Regions from separate parts of the Sus scrofa genome. Here region 1 is linked to region 2. Evidence: chromatin contacts called from public Hi-C data. All regions are on one chromosome and are shown on one strand. The core of a region is the stretch at or near the end of the contact, and the rest is flanking DNA. Distances in the headings are between cores, read along the strand shown. Region 1 overlaps KDM4B (lysine-specific demethylase 4B). Region 2 has its middle 27 kb from the start of ZNRF4.

What was found. A called contact is a pair of places that touch in the nucleus more often than the background predicts.
Region 1: a Hi-C map of liver shows a contact between it and region 2, with 17 times the contacts expected there. The contact joins two enhancer-like sites. A contact is called at or near these places in 4 of 47 Hi-C or Micro-C datasets (embryonic fibroblasts, epiblast stem cells and liver).

The regions. Positions count from the first base shown.
Region 1 is chr2:73,822,566-73,829,076 of Sscrofa11.1, forward strand. All of the region lies in intron 6 of KDM4B (lysine-specific demethylase 4B), which reads right to left. Among named protein-coding and RNA genes, the nearest start is that of KDM4B, 64 kb to the right of the region's middle. Within about 2 kb of position 5,161, at least 6 of the 83 cell types and tissues checked have an H3K27ac peak or open chromatin away from gene starts, as enhancers often do. A contact at or near this core is called in liver, where this site is marked.
Region 2 is chr2:73,455,162-73,460,921 of Sscrofa11.1, forward strand. No RefSeq gene overlaps it. Among named protein-coding and RNA genes, the nearest start is that of ZNRF4, 27 kb to the right of the region's middle. Within about 2 kb of position 3,435, at least 2 of the 83 cell types and tissues checked have an H3K27ac peak or open chromatin away from gene starts, as enhancers often do. A contact at or near this core is called in liver, where this site is marked.

The sequences.
Region 1 (6,511 bases), core at 3,911-6,410, 370 kb after region 2:
ACCCACGCACACTCCAGGGTGACCGAGCACCATGACCCACCTGGGCCGGAGAAGTTTCCAGGATGCAGGACTTTCAGGAAAGCTGCACTGGTCACCCCAATACCAAGGTCACCTGGCACCCTGAAGGATGAGGTAATGGGCACGCATCCAACAAGGGGTGGGCACACAAGAGTAGAGGCTGCCCTGGCCACAGACGGTGTCAAAAGAGATGACAGAGAGGCGCTCCCTGCTGCCCATGACAAAAGAGATGACAGAGAGGCGCTCCCTGCTGCCCATGACCCCACGACGAGCCTAGCGACAGGCCACAGAGCTAGGACCAGGACCAGGACCAGAGCTAGGACCAGGAAGAGGGGCCTCGGCTGGTCTTGCTCACCAGCCTCAACCTCACTTGGGAAAACAACCATCTTCTCATAGGAGGAGGGTCCTTCTGCAGAGATGGGGCCACCGCCCATGGCAAAACCCCCAGCAACCAACCTCAGGCAGGGCAGTGGGGGTTGGCTGTGGGCCGAGGGTGGCCTCCGCCTGGAGCTGCAGGGTCTGCCCTCTGAGCAAGCAGATTCCAGCCAGCGGGGAGCAGACGCCAGGGCGTTAGACAGTGGGACCCTGCCACCTTAATCGTTATCTTTGAATAAGCAGGGGTCCCGACGCCTCTCTGCTGGCTGGTAATCTGCTCTCAGGGGGAGCCTTCTGCACGAAAACACTCTCTTGGTTGCTGTATTTCTGGTCCTCTTAGCTCAGGTCCTGGGGCTGAGTAAGGAGGAGCCTTGGCTGGTTTCCCCAGCGTGTTTCTATCCGGTGGGTCTCTTCCACCTAACACCCCCTGGTGCTGAGGCCGCAAGGAGCTGCTGTGCTGAGCCGCCACAGCTCTGTCCCCAGAGCCCAGTGGGGCCAGGCTGGCGAGTGAGGGGAGGCGGAAATGCATCATCTCACTCTGGGTCTTGTACCGGTGACAGGGCGCAGTACCGGGAAGCTGAGTTATTAAAGCCAATCTGTGAAGCTGTCAGACTGCCACTAATCTCCATTTCAGATGACCGCCGAGCCAGCCCTCCCAGCCACCAAGGGGCAAGGCGGCCAGGAGGGGCCCCCCTGCACTGCAGGAGGAGGGGGCCCCTGGTCCCCACAGCGCCAGGCTCTCAGCAAGTTCGCACAGGGACCTCCCCCAGCGCTCTCCGCTCTCCACCACAGGCCTCAGGCTGCTGCCTGGGGGTCGCTTTGCTTGGCTCCATCAACCACCAGAATTTCCAATTCTGCTGCTGGTGACGAAGCAGAGGCCCTCATGGCCAGTCTGGCACTGCGGTTCAGCAGTGCCACCTGCAGCCAGACCTGGGGAGCCTTTGTGGGGAAGTGGAGAGGCACTTGTCCCCAAGGCTCACTGGGAGGAACTGATCAGTGCCCGCAGGGGCAGTGGGCTGATGCTGCCTAGGGGGTTGCAGGGAGGTCCTGAGGTACTGGAAGGGGGCCCAGCAGCCCCCTCCCCCCAAAGAGCCTTGCCCTACATCCCTGGGCAACAGACCCATGAATCCAGAGCCCAGGGCATCCAGCCTCTCCACTAAGCTGCAACCAGAAAGCAGGTAACGTGGGAGCCAGCCAGCATCTGCACCCTGGCTCGCCTCCCTCCCTGTGCCCCACAGCAGGGAGCACACACACTTCAATGCACATGGCTGCTTGCACACGCACACACATGCACACTCACATCCGCACAGGCACACCTCTAGAGCACCAAGGGCAGGCAGAGACGACTGCCTGCTGTGTGTCAAGTTTCCCGGCAGCAAAAGAAAGGCTGCACAATCCGCTCCTGTGAAACTCCCCTGAGCAGAGATGCCAAAGAAAAACTGTAGGTGCCACGGAATCAAAAGGAGAAATTCTCTACACGCCCCAGAGCCGCATTGCTCAGGCTTCTTAAAGGTCAGGGAAGGAGCAAAGCTTTGGAGTCTCTGGGGCTCCCTGCCTCTCCCGCCCATCGCACCCCAGGACCCCTGAGCACAATCCCAGGGACCCTCTCCCCCTGCCCCTGACTCAAGGAGCCTGATGCCAGGCAAATAGAGGGGGGAGGACGGGAGGAGCCGAGGAAGCTGGAAATAAACCAACTGCAGAATCTAGGGTCTGCCTGAAGGTTAAGGTTCAGGCCCAGACCATCCCATAGGGAACACTGTCCCTCTAGCGGCTTGTCCTCCACCCACCCCCACTGGGCACACAGTAGGTGCTGCCTGTGGATACGGGGCCCTACTGTCTGGGCAACAGTATGAAACAACAGCTGCGGGTGTGTCACAAGCTCATCTAAAGTTCCTCTTTAGATGCTGCCAGCAGGGACCCACAGACGCCCTACCAGAGGCAGATGTCCAGGGAGGCTGACAGGCGGACCACCCCTGGGATGGCTGACCCAGCACCACCTCTGGGTTCCAGGAGGGCCTTGCTGGGGGAGAATGGAACAGGGGGGGACAGGTGTCCGGCCAAGCCCCGGCTGCCTGGCAAGTCCCTGCAGGAGGCCCTGAGCCAGGCAGAGGCTCAGGCAGAACCACTCAGCCTGCTTCCTGGTGCCCACAACCTCCTGGCCTCGCTGACCAACTGTCTAGGCCACGGGAAGCCTGGGTCGATTCAAAAGCCCCATCTCAAAAGGGATTTTTGAAGCACTCAAACACTTCAGATATTCTTAGCCTCACTGCCTGAGAGCGCCGCATAATGCCGGCCTTTTGGAGCAAATTCCATGCTTTTATCGACACCAGGCTGTTCACGTCACTTTGACACACAAATCACACTACCCAAGTAGCAGCAGACCCGGAAAGCCTCCATGAGACGCCGTAAACCTGAGTAAGTCGACACTTTAAAAAAAACTGTCACCGAAATACTCCGAAGTGGTTGCAATTAAGCTGCTGCAGACGCAAGAGGAACAGTGTAATTAGGGAAACAGACGTGGGAGCATGATCACTGGAGGAGAGCACCCCCCCAACCCCAGCTCAGGGGAAGGGCAGGAAGCAGAGGCCTCACCCTCCCTGCCCAGGAACGAAAGGACACCACCCCTGCCGCCACCCCCCTCCCCATGTGTTGGCCCAAGAGGGAATGCAGCCTGAAGGGCCAGCTCCATCTGATGTGACCTCTGAGCCAGGGCTCCCAGAAACTACGGGGTTGCTGTGCTCCCAGCATCCAGGTCTCCTGACTGTCTCTGAGCTCCCCTCAGTGCCAGGCCTCTGCTGGGGGGACCAAGGACCCTGCCCTCGTGGGGTCCAAGGTCTGGTGGGGATGATGGCTGAGCTGGGTGGGCCAAGGGGAGAGGGTGGGCAGCCCAGAGCCCCTGAAGCTGAATCCTGCATGGTGCCCGGAAGAGCCCCTTTCCAACAGCCACACTTGGTCAGCCTGAGGGGACCCCTACATGCAATCCCACCCTTTCAGGACCAGAAACCAAGATTCGGATTGAGGGACCTTTCCGGAATGTTCTTCCTCTAAGGAAGCTTGGGCTGCTTCCTCTAGCACCTGAGGATTCAGGCTGCGGGGAAGGTGGAGGTGGGTGGATAGTGGGGGCTGCCCCAAGCAATCCAGGGTGCAGCGCAGGCACAGGAGTGTTTGGGGCTGTCCTGGGGGGCGCTGGTGACAGGAGATGAGTGAACAGAGCCAAGCATCAGCCCTGACCTGTCACCCAGGGCCTACAGCTCCTCAAGTTCCCAGTGTCCCTTCTCAGGGACCTTCCACAAACCCAGTCCCACTGTCTTCCAACCACCCTAGGCCCCAGACGCCCACTCCTCCTTGCACAGCGCCTTCCCTGCCCTGACTACCCCCCACCCACCCACCCAGTCCCCAGAACACACTTAGCCCCAAGTCGCCTCAGGCCTCCCACACCTGAAAGCTTCCTTGGCCAGCACGGGCTGGGATACAGCAATGACTGCTTGCTTTCCTTTACTTTTTTCTTTCTTTTCAAAGGAAGAGGTGAGTTTTCTCCCCTCAGAACCTCTCTAGCTGGAAGACCCTGACCAAACCTAGGGCTGAGCATTCCCACCGTCCACCCACCCGGCAGAGGCTCCCTCTCCTTCTGCTGCTGTTCCCAGGGGACGGCCAATGCCACTGCCAGGTGAGGAGTCCATAAAAGGATGAAAGAACCTGGGAAATTTCCACCGCCACGCAGGGTGCCACAGCCCGGTGGGAAGGGTGGGAGCGCCACCTAGTGGCCCTCGGGGGAGCTGCGCCGGGACGGGACTGGGACAGGGCCAGTTCCTGCGGCCAGAGGGTAGCTGTCCCTCCCAGCACAGCCTTCACCATGAGACACTGCCCAGGCCAGGGAGTTGGGCCACCTGTACACACTCAGTCACACACATGCACAACACACACATGAGCACCTAATACACACTAAAAACAGACAAACATACACAACACACATACATACATTCATACGCATACTCACACACACACCCATGTGTACACACCATATACACTCACACTTACATATATACATTCACATATACCGACATCTATTTGTATATACACACAAAAGCAAGTGCACACTCACGTACTCAGATATACACTTATAGACACAGTATATACATGTATATATACATGTGAATACACATGTATATTCACACACGCACCCTCACACACTCTCTCTCACACACACACACACACGTATGCACACGCACACAGCCCCAGCCTGTGGATCTACCTGTACGGGAAGCCAGAAGGCCACTCATCCACACTCAGCCCACAAGACCCATGGGAAAGACGCCGCCGGTGCGGAGCTGGTGGGCAGAGCCCTCCAGGGAAGGAGCCAACCCCCTCACCCCGCAGGTGCGGGCCTGGGGCCAAACATGACCCTTTCCCGGCCAGGCCTGACCGGGGCCCTCCATGCAGTCCCAGCCCACCCTTGTGTCCCCGTGGAGAGAGGAGGGGACAGAGTAGCTGCGCCACCCCTGGACAGCGCTGGGCTGGCACCCTGACCAGGAAACACTCACTTGGGTGCTCTGGACCACACATCAGATGTGAGATTCAGGCCTTTGTTCAGCCACCATCACCAACCTCCTCAGTCTCTCTAAAGTGTTCCCAAAGGCAAATCCCTCCTAGCCTAGAGGTTCTGCTGATCAAGGGCTTATGAAAAGCCATGAAGTAGAGAAGCGGATTGAAATCAGGAAGCCCATGAAATTGCACCAGGATCCCAACAAACACACAAAAGAGCACAACTCAAAGGTCAGAGGGCCCATGGCCAGCAGGATAATGGCCTCAAGAACCACAGCCTAACCTGGGACCCGCGGACATGGCACCTCACGTGCCAGGGGGGCGTCTGCAGGAGGGATTAAGTTATGGTCCCTAAGATGAGGAGGATCCCGGATAACGGGGGGCCCAGAATCATCATAAGGGTCCTTATAAGAGACTCAAGACGCCGCACTGCTGGCTATGAGGATGGAGCGAGGGATGTGGCACCTCTGGAAGCTGGAAAAGGAGAAACTGATTCTGCCCCGGAGCCTCCAGAAGGACCAGCCCTGCACACACCTGGGTTTAGCCTCGTGAGACCAGGCAAGACTCCTGACTCCAGAATTGGCAGAGAGCAAGCGTGACCTGTGGTCCTTTGTTAGAGCAGCCATGGGAAACCCACATAAAGCCCACCATGCCGGTCCCCAACTCGTCTCCAGCCTCCCCTGCCATCCGAGTGGGAACTGCTGCCAGACAGTGGGCCGGGGCCTTCCTCTGCCCACACCAGAGGTGAGGCGAGGGTAGTCACACGGCCAACAGGGAGGCCCGGCTGCTGAGCCCTCCGCTCAGTGGGCCTGCTCCCACCCCCCAGGCAAAGGACCCCCAGACCGGCAGGCACAGGCTCAGCCAATGGGGGCTCAGCTCTCTGCTGGGATGACAAGGTATGGGCGCCTTGGCCAGGGTGCCCCCCGTACAAAGGAGAGGGCTCACTGGCTGAGCCCCACCCTGCCTCCCCTCCCGCCCGCAACCCTCTGAGCTGTGGCGATTATTGTGACAATAGAACTTTCTAAGGGCTGGGGAGAGGCAGAGAGATGCAAAGTCCCCAGCAGAAGGCTCTGCTGGAAACCACAGTGAACAAAGACAGCCTCCTGTCGCCCTGCCAGCAGAAGCTGCCGGCCAGGGGAGTGCTCAGCTCAGAGATTCCAGAACATGATCCAACCCAGCCTGCGGGGCCCCTGGCTCACAAGGTGCCCTTCGGGGCGGCCTGCCCACCCTGCCCTGCAAACAGCAGGTGAACCCCCACAGTGGGAGAGGGAGGGAGCTGCTAACCCCTCCCCCAACCTGCAGGCCAACGAGGAGGAGAGGGAAGGCCCATGCACAAAGCCACCCACTCCCCAGGTCCTCGGCCCCATGAGCCCCCAGCACAACAGCCTCGGTTCCAGGAGGCGCTACCATGAGGTACCCCGGACACAAAGCACAAGCTCCACTGTCAGGGGGTGGCAGGTTGGGGTATGCATTCCCTTATCTAGCTGGGGTGGGGCCAGCAGGTGGAGCAGCCAGAGTCCCCCCACCTCTGCCTGCCCCCCCAGAGCCACAGCCTGAGCCACATCCCCCGGGAGCC
Region 2 (5,760 bases), core at 2,185-4,684:
GCAACTGGGCTGTTATAACCTGGGTGATGAGCAGGGTGTGCAGGCAGCTGAAAGTGCCAGCGGAGGCCCCTGAGCCGGCGTGGAGATCAGGTCATCTTCCAAGCTGAGTCTGGAAAAGCCAGGGGAGGTGACTTGGGCGACAATGCAGGGTGAAGGGGCTTGGGACTGAGAATGGAGAAGCCACGGAGGAGCAGAAGCCAGGGTCCAGGCAGGAGAGGGTGGGGTGGGGACAGAGTTGGGGGGGCAGGCAAATCTAGGGGCGCCCCTGAGATGGAAGCAGGTTTGCAGGCAACATCCACACCACCCTAGACCTCACTGGCTCTGATGTCCTGACAGGGGTCCCTCCAGGGTGTAAACATCGGTCGGCAGCCATGCAAATGCGTCCAGAGCAGGCCGACAGCCCGAGTGACGAGTGACGGGCCGTTATTAGCTCTAGAGCCGTGTGGGTTTAAAATAGCATCTCGGAGGCAACAAAAGCAATTTGCCTTCTGAATTTTCATTCTGAACGGATGATCTGCTTTTAATCAAGCAAGGCGTCCCAAAATGCTCTTAATTACCCCGAGTCAAGGGCTCTGCAGTAATTTCGATGTCGACTTTTCGGGCGGGCGTGATTAGGTTCTCACAAAACAGGTTCTGGGGAAGCGTAGAAGGATGTTGGGGCCAAGTCGGACCTGGGCTGCCCTGGAAGCTTTGATGCGGGAATTGGCCGGCAGGGGGTGACGGGCCAGAGCCAGGCCTCAGGCAGGGAGGTCAATCTCAGGCTGGACCTTGTGGCTTGGGCCAGTCACCAGCCCTTTGGGGGCCTCAATTTCCCCTTTGAAAAATGCAAAGGATGATGATGTCTTCATGATGGGGATAAAATGAGATCATGCTTGGAAACTTCTTAGCATCATTTCAAAGAGGTCATTCATTCATTTATTCATTCATTTATTCACTCAGTCAATGTTGATCGAGCACCTCCTGGGTGCCAAGTCCTGTTTTAGGCACCGGAAACTCAGCAACGACAATAACAAATGACGTTCTGCCTTATGGGTCGAGCGGAAGAGACAGTCACCAAGCAATGAACTCACCGCATCTCACTGATTCTAAGATGCTCAATTTTCTTGTTTTACCATCTCTGAAATCAGGGTGCGTCTTCTCCATCTGCTGCCGGCCAGGTTCTTGTCATCCTTAGCGGGATCTAAAATAAGGGTGGGTTTTCTCTTTGATAGAATCTCAGAGTCTGGGGGGAATGTGGTAATAAGTAAGCACATGGAGGGGAGTTCCCGCTCTGGTGCAATGGGATGGGTGGTATCTCTGGGCACTTGTATGCAGGTTCGATCTCTGGCCTGGCACAGTGGGTTAAGAATCCCTCATGGCCTTTGTTGCTGTGGTGTAGGTCGCAGCTTCGACTTGGATCTGACCTCTGGCCTGGGAACTTCCATATGCCATGGGGCGGCCAAAAAAGAAAGCAAAAAAAAAAAAAAAAAAAAAAAAAAGTAGCAGTGGGTGTTTGAAAGTGAGGAAAGCTATGGAGGGGAGAAAGAAAAGATGGTGATTTCATTTAACCCACAAAACCAGGCTTCCAGGCAAGAACTGATACTGTCTCTGTTTTACAGACCATTCTTTTTGTTTGTTTTTGTTTTGTCTTTTTAGATTGAACTTGTGGCACATGGAGGTTCCCAGGCTAGGGGTCGAATGGGAACTGTAGCTGCTGGCCTATGCCACAGCCACAGCAACTCAGGATCCAAGCCATGTCTACGACCTACACCACAGCTCATGGCAATGCCAGATCCTTAACCCACTGAGCAAGGCCAAGGCTCGAACCTGTGTCCTCATGGATACTAGCTGGGGAGCCACGACAGGAACTCCCTCACAGACCATTATTTTAACAGGCTTGGTTTCGCTGAAGTAACAAACAGCCTCTATGTGTCAGAAGTTAATGACATCAAAGGTTTATTTCTCACTCACGTTGTATATCCACTGAGGTTTTTCATTGTATATTCACTGTGGCCTGCCCCATGTGATTCAACAATGCTGGCTGATGGAGCAGCCACTGTCTGAAATATTGTTTGTCTCTGTGGCAGAGGGAAAGAGAACTCTGGAGAGTCTTTTACAAACAAAAAATGCTCTGGCCTGAAAGTGACACAGGTCATTTCCTGGTCTCTGTGCCCAAGCTGGTCATAGAGCCCCACCCAATCCAACCAATCGTAGAAACCAGGAAGTGCAGTCCTAGCACATGCTCACGTAACAGTCAGTTATTGCTGTGTAACAAACATCCACGAAATCTCTTTGGTATGCAGCCACAAGCATTTATCTCTCATTCACACATCTGCTGGGCTCAGTGCTAATCTGTGAATTATGTCTAGCTCTGGTCCATGGATTTCTCATCTTCTTTGGATTAGTGGCTACTCAAGATATATTTGTGTCATGGCCAAAGGCAGTAGCACAAGAGTGCATGCAGAAACATGCAGTCCTTCTTTGGGCTTTGGCCCAGATTTGGCACTCTCACTTTTGCTCACATTACCTTGGCCGGGACTGACATCAGTGGGTCAGGGGAGTATATTTCTCCTGTGGAATTTGGGCATCAGTTGGAATTTGCTGAATAATAATTAAATCTTCTGTAATTGAGAAGGTGGAGATAGGAAATATTTGGTAAGAGTATTATTAGTTACTATGTGTAAACCATGTACATGAATGCCCAGATTGTAAGTGGAAAGACTAGGTGGACATGAACTTCAGGTGTGGCTGAATCCAGGAGCTCATTTCTCTTTGTCTCTCTGCTCTGCTTTCTCTACATTACTCTGTTCTCAGCCTCCACATAGAAGGCATAACAAGAGGTCTGCTGTAAGATGTCTAATCTCATATAGTTCCAGTTTTGAGCCCAGCAGGAAGAGCCTGCATTATGACACTCCCTTTTCAGGTGTCACATCTCTCAAATAGAATGCGACAAAGAAACAGCAACCTTCATCACTTGATTGACAGGTCAAATGAGCAAATTATAGCTTTCTTTTCCTGCTGCTCCTCTCATACTCCCGGTCACAGTGAGAAGCTCATCTTCTGCAGAACAGGCTCCCCTTTCACAGGTTCTTCTCTCCCACCATTTGCTCACACAGTCCCCTCCTTGCCACTTTCCCCAGGGGGGATCAGATTATACAGTCCAATGTCGTGTGCTCCCAGGGGACCAGGCCAGAGTTCTTTGTGTGGATTCTTGATCCTACAGCCCCTTCTCAGCTCTGCCCACAAGTACATTTGCTTGAACCCAAGTCGGCCAGGTCCTGGAATGTGAGACTTTTGACTGAAATCAGAAAAACAGGGCACAGGCTGCATGGAGTTTGTTTAATTGATTTGCTCTAAAGTGGCCTCCTTTCCAGAGAGTCCCAACCAGAGTGGGCAGGGTGAAATCAGGATGCTTGTCCTGGAAATTTGCTGACTGCCCACCTCCTCCCCAGGCTGGATCCAAACATTCCCAACCCTAAGTGCCAAAGGCCAGGCCAGAGGGCATGAGCAGGTGTGGTGCAGAGCTGAGAGCACTTTATGGGAAGTCCAACAGACTTGGTTTCAAATCCCTGCTTGGCCATTATCCACTGTGACCTTAGCCAAGCCCCTTAGTCCTGTGCTTCAGTTTCTCCGTCTGTATAAACTGATGAAGGCAAGAGCATCTCTCTCATAGAGCTACTGCAGGGAGTTAATATGCCAGCAGCAGGAACCAGCAAAGTTTTCCCATGAAGGAGCAGAAAGTAGAAGTTTTCTGTTTTGTGGGCCATATAATCCACCCTACCATTATTGTACAAGAGCCACTGTGGGTGATAGGTAAATGATGGGTGTGGCCATGTGCCAATAAAACTTTATTTATGGATGCTGAAGTTTGAATTTCATATCATTTTCATATGTCTCAAAATATTATTCTTTGGGAGTTCCCTGGTGGCCTAGTGGTTAAGGACTCAGCATTGTTATTGCTGTGGAGTGGGTTACTGCTCTGCGTCAGGTTTGGTCCCTGGCCTGGGGACTTCTGTATGCTGCAAACATGACCAAAAAATACTATTCTTTGATTTCTTTCCCCCCAACCATTTAAAAATGTACAAAACAATTGTTGGGTCATATTTGGCCCCAGGCTATCTCCTGATGTGTATATATAGCATTTATAGTCGTACTTAGCACATAGAAAATGCTCAATAAATGCTACTACTATTATTATTATTTGTTTTTGTTTGTTTATTTGTTTGTTTTTTGTATTTTTAGGGCTGCACTCGTGGCATATGGAAGTACCCAGGCTAGGGGCTGAATCAGAGCTATAGCCACCAGCCTACGCCACAGCCACAGCAACTCAGGATCCAAGCATCTGTGACCTGCAGCACAGCTCATGGCCACGCCAGTCCCCAACCCACTGAGCAAGGCCAGATATTGAACCTGCATCCTCATGGATACTAGTTGGGTTTGTTACCACTAAGCCATGACGGGAACTCCCTGTTCATGTTGTTTTGAATCTGGAGGCCATAAAGAGGATATGAGTTGGGGTGTGAGCACAGAAGGACCTTGAATATCCATTTGACAAATGAGGTTTCACCTCTTTGAGCCTCAATCTCCCCATCTGCAGGTGTGGCATTACCTCCCTGAGAGGCAAAGTGACAACTCATCTGTTCACCCCCTTTTGTGATAATTCTGCTCTGCCAGGTGTGTACATCTCTCTCCTTTGGGCTTCTAGGCCTTTCCTCTTGCTGGTCCTTCCTCCTAGAATACACTGCTTCTACTCACCCATTTCCTCTCCTTGAGGGTCAACACAGAGACTGCCCCTTCCAGGGAACCTTTTCTTGCAAACCCCTAGGGTGGAGAAGGAACCTTCTCTGGGCTCTCTCAGAGTCTGAGGCAGCCCTCTCACCCATTAGGGCAGATGTGACACCGGGCTGGGAGTATCACTGCTGGACCAAAAGGTCTCAGGGCTATGTCTTTTCTGTGTACAAGACTGGGGAAAAAGAAGGCTTCAATTTAATGTCATTTTCCCAATTCCCAATCTCTCTTACCTTCAGCTCCTCCCTCCTCCTACTTTCTTTCTTTCTCTCCCAGAAAACTCTCAGGGCCCAGAGCCATTGCAACTTTTCCCTCCCTTTGCCTTCTGTGGCAGACAGACCATAAGGTGGCTCTCATGATTCCTACCTCCTAACATCCACACCTTTGTGCATGTAGGTGGGGCTTGTGACCTGTTTCTAAACAATAGAGTATGGCAGAGGTGATAGGAAGTCACTTCTGTGATAATGCCACCTTATTTAAGACTCTACCTTTCTAGCTGTCTCATCACTCTCTCTCTCTCTCTCTCTCTCTTTTTTTGGCCACACTCACAGCATATGGAAGTTCCCATGTTAGGGATCAAACCCTCACCACAGCAGTGACCCAAGCTGCTGCAGTGACAGAGCCAGATCCTTAACCCACTGCACCACAGGAGAACTCCTTTCCACTCTTTTTGTCTCTTACTGGCAACCAGCGAATTTGGGAACAGGCTATGAAGGGAATCATGTGTCAAGGAAACGTGTTTGGCCACTAGAAGCTGAGAGTAATATCCAGTTGTCAGTTAGCAAAGAACTGGGGACCTTGGGCTTATGGCTGCAAGGAAATCAATCCTGCAAACAAGCTGAAGAGGCTTAGAAGCAGATCCTTCCTCAGTTGAGCCTCTCATGGGAGTATTGTCCCAGGGACACCAAAATTGCAGGCTCATGAGAGACCCTGAATCATGACACCCAGCCTATGAGATAGTAAATGTCTTCTTTGAAGATGCTATGTTTGTGA